2 separate regions of the Pan troglodytes genome follow, and region 2 is linked to region 1. Evidence: chromatin contacts called from public HiChIP or PLAC-seq data. All regions are on one chromosome and are shown on one strand. The core of a region is the stretch at or near the end of the contact, and the rest is flanking DNA. Distances in the headings are between cores, read along the strand shown. Region 1 holds the start of GZF1 (GDNF inducible zinc finger protein 1). Region 2 holds the start of CST3 (cystatin C).

What was found. HiChIP or PLAC-seq counts read pairs in DNA pulled down with a chosen protein or histone mark.
Region 2: an H3K4me3 HiChIP or PLAC-seq map of stem cell-derived excitatory neurons shows a contact between it and region 1, with 4 times the contacts expected there. The contact joins the promoter of CST3 here to the promoter of GZF1 in region 1. A contact is called at or near these places in 1 of 7 Hi-C or Micro-C datasets (stem cell-derived neural progenitor cells) and 1 of 1 datasets of contacts at active chromatin or transcription factors (stem cell-derived excitatory neurons).

What each region holds. Positions count from the first base shown.
Region 1 is chr21:29,890,556-29,893,644 of NHGRI_mPanTro3-v2.0_pri, reverse strand. GZF1 (GDNF inducible zinc finger protein 1) reads right to left here and starts at 1,593. Exons shown (of 6, transcript NM_001114622.4): 1 at 1,539-1,593.
Region 2 is chr21:30,173,938-30,176,910 of NHGRI_mPanTro3-v2.0_pri, reverse strand. It overlaps CST3 (cystatin C), which reads left to right and starts at 1,698. Exons shown (of 3, transcript XM_016937552.4): 1 at 1,698-2,149. The coding sequence starts at 1,907.

The DNA of each region.
Region 1 (3,089 bases), core at 344-2,843:
CTCTACTGAAATAATGTAAGTTCCATAGCTTTTACAAGCTGTGCTACTTTGAGCAAGCAACTTCTCTGAACCCATTTCCTCCTCTGAAGAAGGCTGACCGGCTGTTACCAGGGTTCCATGAGCCTGAAACTTGTTGGCTAGTTTATTGGTTTCCCACACATAGGCCAAGGTGCTACAGTGATCCCCATTTCATAGATGAGGACCTATCAAGGTAACAGTCAATGGCTGGTTGGGACATGAGCCAGGGCCTGGTGCCCGGATTCAACTCAGACTACTCAACACACTCTTCCCCTCAGCCTTGCCAAAGGCAAAGGGCTATCTTTAGCCCCTAAATCTTTCCACTGCAGCGGGCATGCAAATTTCACCAACCCCACCTAAGGCCTCCAGATACCGTCACCCCATCGTCATTTCTGCTGCTTTGCCACAAACTCCCTGAATGTGTTTTCTCCCTGCCCTTCAGCTCCTGAATCTACCTTCCTCTTTGATTCCTGTTTCCATCCATCCAAAGCACATGCCTTCCTTCTAGCCTCCTTCGGCCAGACCACAGATGTCACCTCAGATTCGACGTGTCTAGAAAAAAAGTTGTCATCATCTTCCCTGATAAACTAGTCCCACCCCTCTCCCCTTCTCCAGTCTCATCAATGAGACCGCTCCCCACAACTAGCAGTCCCCCAAACATGGAAAAGACTGCCCTCTGGGAGTTCCGCTGTAAACAGGTACCTATGAGGCTTGATCAATGTCGCCTGAAGGAGACGCCCCAGTAAAACTGTGAGAACACTGACAAAGCCTAAGGAAGGGATCTATAAGAGTGGGGCGGGGTTTCAGTGGTCCCAGCCCCAGCCTGGGGAAACAAGACTGCAGAGGGCTCTCTCAGCCTGATGCCCTGACTTCCCCAGACCTCTGCCAACAGGGCCCTCGAGGGGACCTGATTTCTCAATCAACAAAGTGGGTTCTGAGCGCGATTTCCTATGTTGCTTGGCTACTGGAGTGCAGGCACTGGAAGTGGCGACAGGGCCGTCTGCGGCCGGTGACAGCTGCGTATCCGCCAAATCTCATTGGCATTCCGGCCGCCTCCCAGTGCACCCGGCATCTGCACCAACGTCGGCGGCCCCTGAATCCCCGAGGCTCACGGGGCCAGAGCCCTTCCAGGAGACGCTGCTACCCGCAGCCCAGTCCACGGCCACAAGGACCGGAGTTTCCAGTGGGGCTTAAATCCGCCGCTGTCCTCGTCGCCCTCACGGCACCTCCCACCCTTCCCGCGCCACTTGGCCGCCCCAGCGCCCGGACGCCGCTCGGCCACTCCAAAGACGACCCAGAGAACAAACTACTGCAGCCACAGAGAAGCCCCTCCTCGGCCCGACGCGCCGCCTCCCGACGCGGGCATCCGGGGCCGCGTGGATCAGGCCCTCGGGCCGCCCCCTGCCCCCGCTCCCGCATCCCCGAGACGCGCAGGTCCACAGAGCAGCCGGGGCGCGCGGACAAAGAGGCGGCGGCGGGCGGCGAGGGGCCGGAACCAGGCCTACGGGCCGCGCACTCACCTCCCAGCCGGCGCCCCCGCTGCCGCCGCTGTCCGCTGGACCAGGTCGGTAGGAACGGCCGGCCAGGCTGGGCGTGGCGTAGCACCCTGCGCGGGCACCGCCGATTGGTCGCTGCAGGCCCCTCCCCTCCCGCGGCAGGCCCCGCCCCTGGCGGGGCTGAGGAAGAGGCTGAGCCACACGTCGGGCGGCGGAGCGGTTCGGGCAGTTACCTGATCTGGCCGCGCGACTGACTGGCGACGTCGGATTGCGTCACCCGCCGCATTGCGTCACCCGCCGCGAGCCAAGGCCTGCGCCTGCGCAGGAGACAGCGACGCCTGCGCTGCGGCACGCCACAGGGGGGCGGGGCCAGTCGCGAAAAGTCACGTGAGCGTCAGATTGGCGTGGTCACTTTCGCGTCCATTCCGGGCTTCTGGCCGCAAGGCGCCAGCGCTTCCAGGCCCCAGCAGCCTGCGGTCAGGGCCTGCAGCTGGCTTCCCACTAAGAGCTGCTCACGTCCCCGAGGCCGAGCGCACCCTTAGGGCACGGTGGCCACGCGAGGGACCTCCCGGAAAGCCGGGCTTGGAGCTGGTACTCACCTTGGCTACTAGGGGCGCAGATGCCTCCACGGGCGCTGGAGAACTGGCGCCAGGCGGGGCGCGGCGCGGCGCTCTCCTCTGGGGCGCTTCTTCCGCGGTGCCCCCGCCCTGCTGGGGGGCTCGGCGCGCCAGGAGCCGGGACCGCACCCTGCCGTCTTTACTGCAGGGCTTTATTTCCAGGAGTTCCCATTCGGGCGAAGGCTTTGTTCACTACAGAACTTCCCCAGAGACCCATCCACTCTTCGGGGAAAGCACAATTGATTCCCTAAGATTCGCTGACTCCTCGAAATCTTGCTGTTTCCACCAATTCTTGCTCAATACTAACTAAAGCCCGCTTTGAAACACCTTCCTTGAGTCAGACTTCCAGTTCTCAATAAACTGACCTTGCCTTTTGCTCCCAGCCATTGGTAAAGCTTTGCCAGGTCATGCTGTCCCTTACTGTGGCCAGCAGTTAACTCAGCCTTGTCTTACCGACAGGTTGAGTTTGTAATGTTTGGGGACTGTCAGGACAAATACAAATTTGAAATAAGAGGTTTACTACTTCCTGTTGAAAATATGAGATTTCCCTCCCTTTTTCTTTGAACATTTACTTTTAGAAAATTGGTAATTAGTGTGAGTACTTTTTCCTCTCTTTGAAATATATAAATCCTTTTGAAGACTAGTTAGGCCTTTTTGTGCGCTTTATAACCTAGATATGTCTTTTTCTAGGACCTAGGAGCCATCTCTTTAAGTATCAAGGGAGTTAATGCCCCTGTCTCCCAGTTTTAATGGGAGAGTAGGAGCCTAACTTCAGTGGGCCCTTTGCTCCAACTTACAAAATTATCTCATATCATAAAGATACAAGTTTCTTTTTCCTCTAGATAAAGCCAATTGGCTAACACAGAGGATCACCCCAAATATCAGGTTAGATGAACTGTGTGTGATGAAAAATGCTGCCAAGTTCCCTTGAGAGCTAGTTATTGTTTATCTTGAAAAT
Region 2 (2,973 bases), core at 449-2,948, 280 kb before region 1:
CTTTGCACTGGCCCTTCCCGCTGCCTGGGGCTGTTTCCTGTCTAGGCAGGGCTTCTCACCTTTCCAGTCTCATAGAGACCTCCCTGACCAGGTCCAGTGGCATCATCTCTCTCTATCCCATACTCTCACTTCCAACAGAGAGACTAATTTCCTGATATTAATTATTGATCACTATTCGCCATCCTCCCACACACCCTAATGGTGGGCTGTGCAGTGCCACAGCCACCAGCCACATGTGGCCACAGGGCGCTTGAAATGGGGCCAGTACAATTGACGCCCACATACACAGGGAATTTCAAAGACTCAGTACACACACCCAAAATAAAATAACCTATGTTATTAATGATTCTTCTTATGTGTTGAAATAATATTTTGGATATATTAGGTTAAGTAAGAAATATTATAAACATTACCTTCACCTGTTTCTTTTTTACTTTTTGAAATGTGTCTCCCAGAAAGTTTTAAATTGCTCCTGGGTTCGTGTCACATTTCTGTCTGGCAGCAGCCCTGCAATGTAGTGTCCACGGCTCGGTCACCCAGGCTCCGTCTCTAGCTCCTAGACCACCTGGTGCAGGGGGAAGCTGGTGAAAAGTCTGTTTATTGAATAATAAGGAGTTGTGAAAGGAGAACCCAGAGTTTTTTTACTCAAATAAAGGTTAATTCTTCTGTTTGAAAAGTTCCCTAGCACAGGGCATGGCCTGAGTCTCCTGCGGCCTCTGGAATCACACCTCTGCCTTAGTGATTTCTAGACCTTGACCAAATGCTCACAGATACTCAGGACTCCCGAAGACTCCGGAAGGCCGAGACCTCTATCTTTCCCTTTTCTGAGGAAATGAAGCTAGGGGGTGGCATGCTTTTAGGGCCCAGGGGGCCCTGACACCTCTCTGGAGGGCAGGGTGACCTCAGCTTGGGAGGAGGGACAGGTCTTTGGGAAGAGATGGAGCTGAGGGGGTGGAGTGGGTAGAAGGGGGGCATAGGTGTGGAAGGGGTGGGGGAAGAGGTGCCAGGAGTGGGGTGAGAAGAGGGGAAAGAAGAGGATAGGAGGGACAGGGACAGGGAGAGGCCAGGAGTGGGTAGGAAGGGAAGACAGAGGAGGGGCGGGACGAGGGAGGGGCGATGAAGAGGGGCCGAGCTGGGGTGGGGGCGAAGTGGGAGCAAGGACAGGAGTGGAGGAGGGAGATGAGGGGCATGGGAGGCGGTGTCTGGGGGTTGAAAGGGGAAAGGGACAGAGGAGAAGGAGCCTGAAGAGTGGAGGCATGGAGGAGCCCGAAGTGGGGAGGTGGGAATGGTCTGGGATGGAGGGGGAGGAATGGGGACGATAGGAGGGGCAGGGGAGGCTGGAAGAGAGTAGGAGAGGAAGGGGAGGGGATGGATGGGAATGGATAGGGAAGGCCAGGGAGACTGGGGGGCCAGGGGAGGAGGGGAGGGAGAGGGGAGGCGGGAAGGGAGAGGGGAGGCCGGGAGGGGCTGGGAGGGGCTGGGAGGGGAGGGAAGGGGATGGATGGGGAAGGACAGGGAGGCCTGGAGGGGCAGGGGAGGCTGGGATGGGAGGAGACTGATAGGGAGGGACCGGGAGGCGGGGAGAGGCAGGGGAGGCGGGGAGAGGCAGGGGAGGCGGGGAGAGGCCGGGGAGGCGGGGAGAGGCCGGGGAGGCGGGGAGAGGCCGGGGAGGCGGGGAGAGGCCGGGGAGGCGGGGAGGGAGAAGGGAGGTGGGAGCGACGAGGCGTTCCGGAAAAGGGAGTGCAGGGCGCGGGGGGGTGGGGCGGCGAAGGCCGGAAGGGATAAAACCGCAGTCGCCGGCCTCGCGGGGCTCACGGCCTCGCCTCGGTATCGCAGCGGGTCCTCTCTATCTAGCTCCAGCCTCTCGCCTGCGCCCCACTCCCCGCGTCCCGCGTCCTAGCCGACCATGGCCGGGCCCCTGCGCGCCCCGCTGCTCCTGCTGGCCATCCTGGCCGTGGCCCTGGCCGTGAGCCCCGCGGCCGGCTCCAGTCCCGGCAAGCCGCCGCGCCTGGTGGGCGGCCCCATGGACGCCAGCGTGGAGGAGGAGGGTGTGCGGCGTGCACTGGACTTTGCCGTCGGCGAGTACAACAAAGCCAGCAACGACATGTACCACAGCCGCGCGCTGCAGGTGGTGCGCGCCCGCAAGCAGGTGCGTGCCGCCCCCCGCAGGGTCCGAAGCCCCGGCCCCGCCGCCCCAGCCCCCCCACCCGCGCTGCTCCCGGACCCCGTGCTGCTCCTCCCCGGCGCCTGGGCTTCTCACCCGGACCCTGTTCCCGGTCTTCGCTGTCACCCCCGAGCCCTTGGCGGGCGTGTCCGGGAATGCCCTGAGTCTGGCCTGGCCTGGAACCGCACGGATAAGTCAGGTCCGCGCCCGGCCTAAGATCAGCTTCCAGACGCCAGCTCGAGCTGCGCCGCAGTGCGGGGGCAGGCACAGGACGTCCCACACAGCTCTGTCCCGACCTCCTGGGACGCTGGGCTCCGGGTGCGCTGCTGAATAGGCAGGAGAAGGAAAAACAGAGCCCCTCATCTGGCTGCCTCCTTGTTCTTACACCAAATAATTTTTAAGCACTTTTGTTTCTTTTAACTTTTTATTCTCACGTAATTTCAGACTTACAGAGCTGCAAAATAGCACAGGGCATCCCTGTAGATCTTTCACCCAGATCCCTCAGATGTTAGCACAGATGTTAACATTTTGCCCTGTTTGTTCCCCCCAGCTCACTTTCCGAATGTGAATATGGGTGTGTGTATATGTACTGTATATGCATTTTTTGCCTGAATCTTTTGAAAGTAAACACTTCAGTGTGTTTTTCCTAAAAACAAGGGCAATATCTCACATAACCACGATTCCATTTTGAAAATCAGCACTGACACATTCATGATCTAATGCTCACACTCATTCAGCTTTCCCTGTCTGTTGACGGCCTTCGTGCCCTAGGACGCTCCTGGGCCATGAGTGCATGAGTTCAGCCCTGT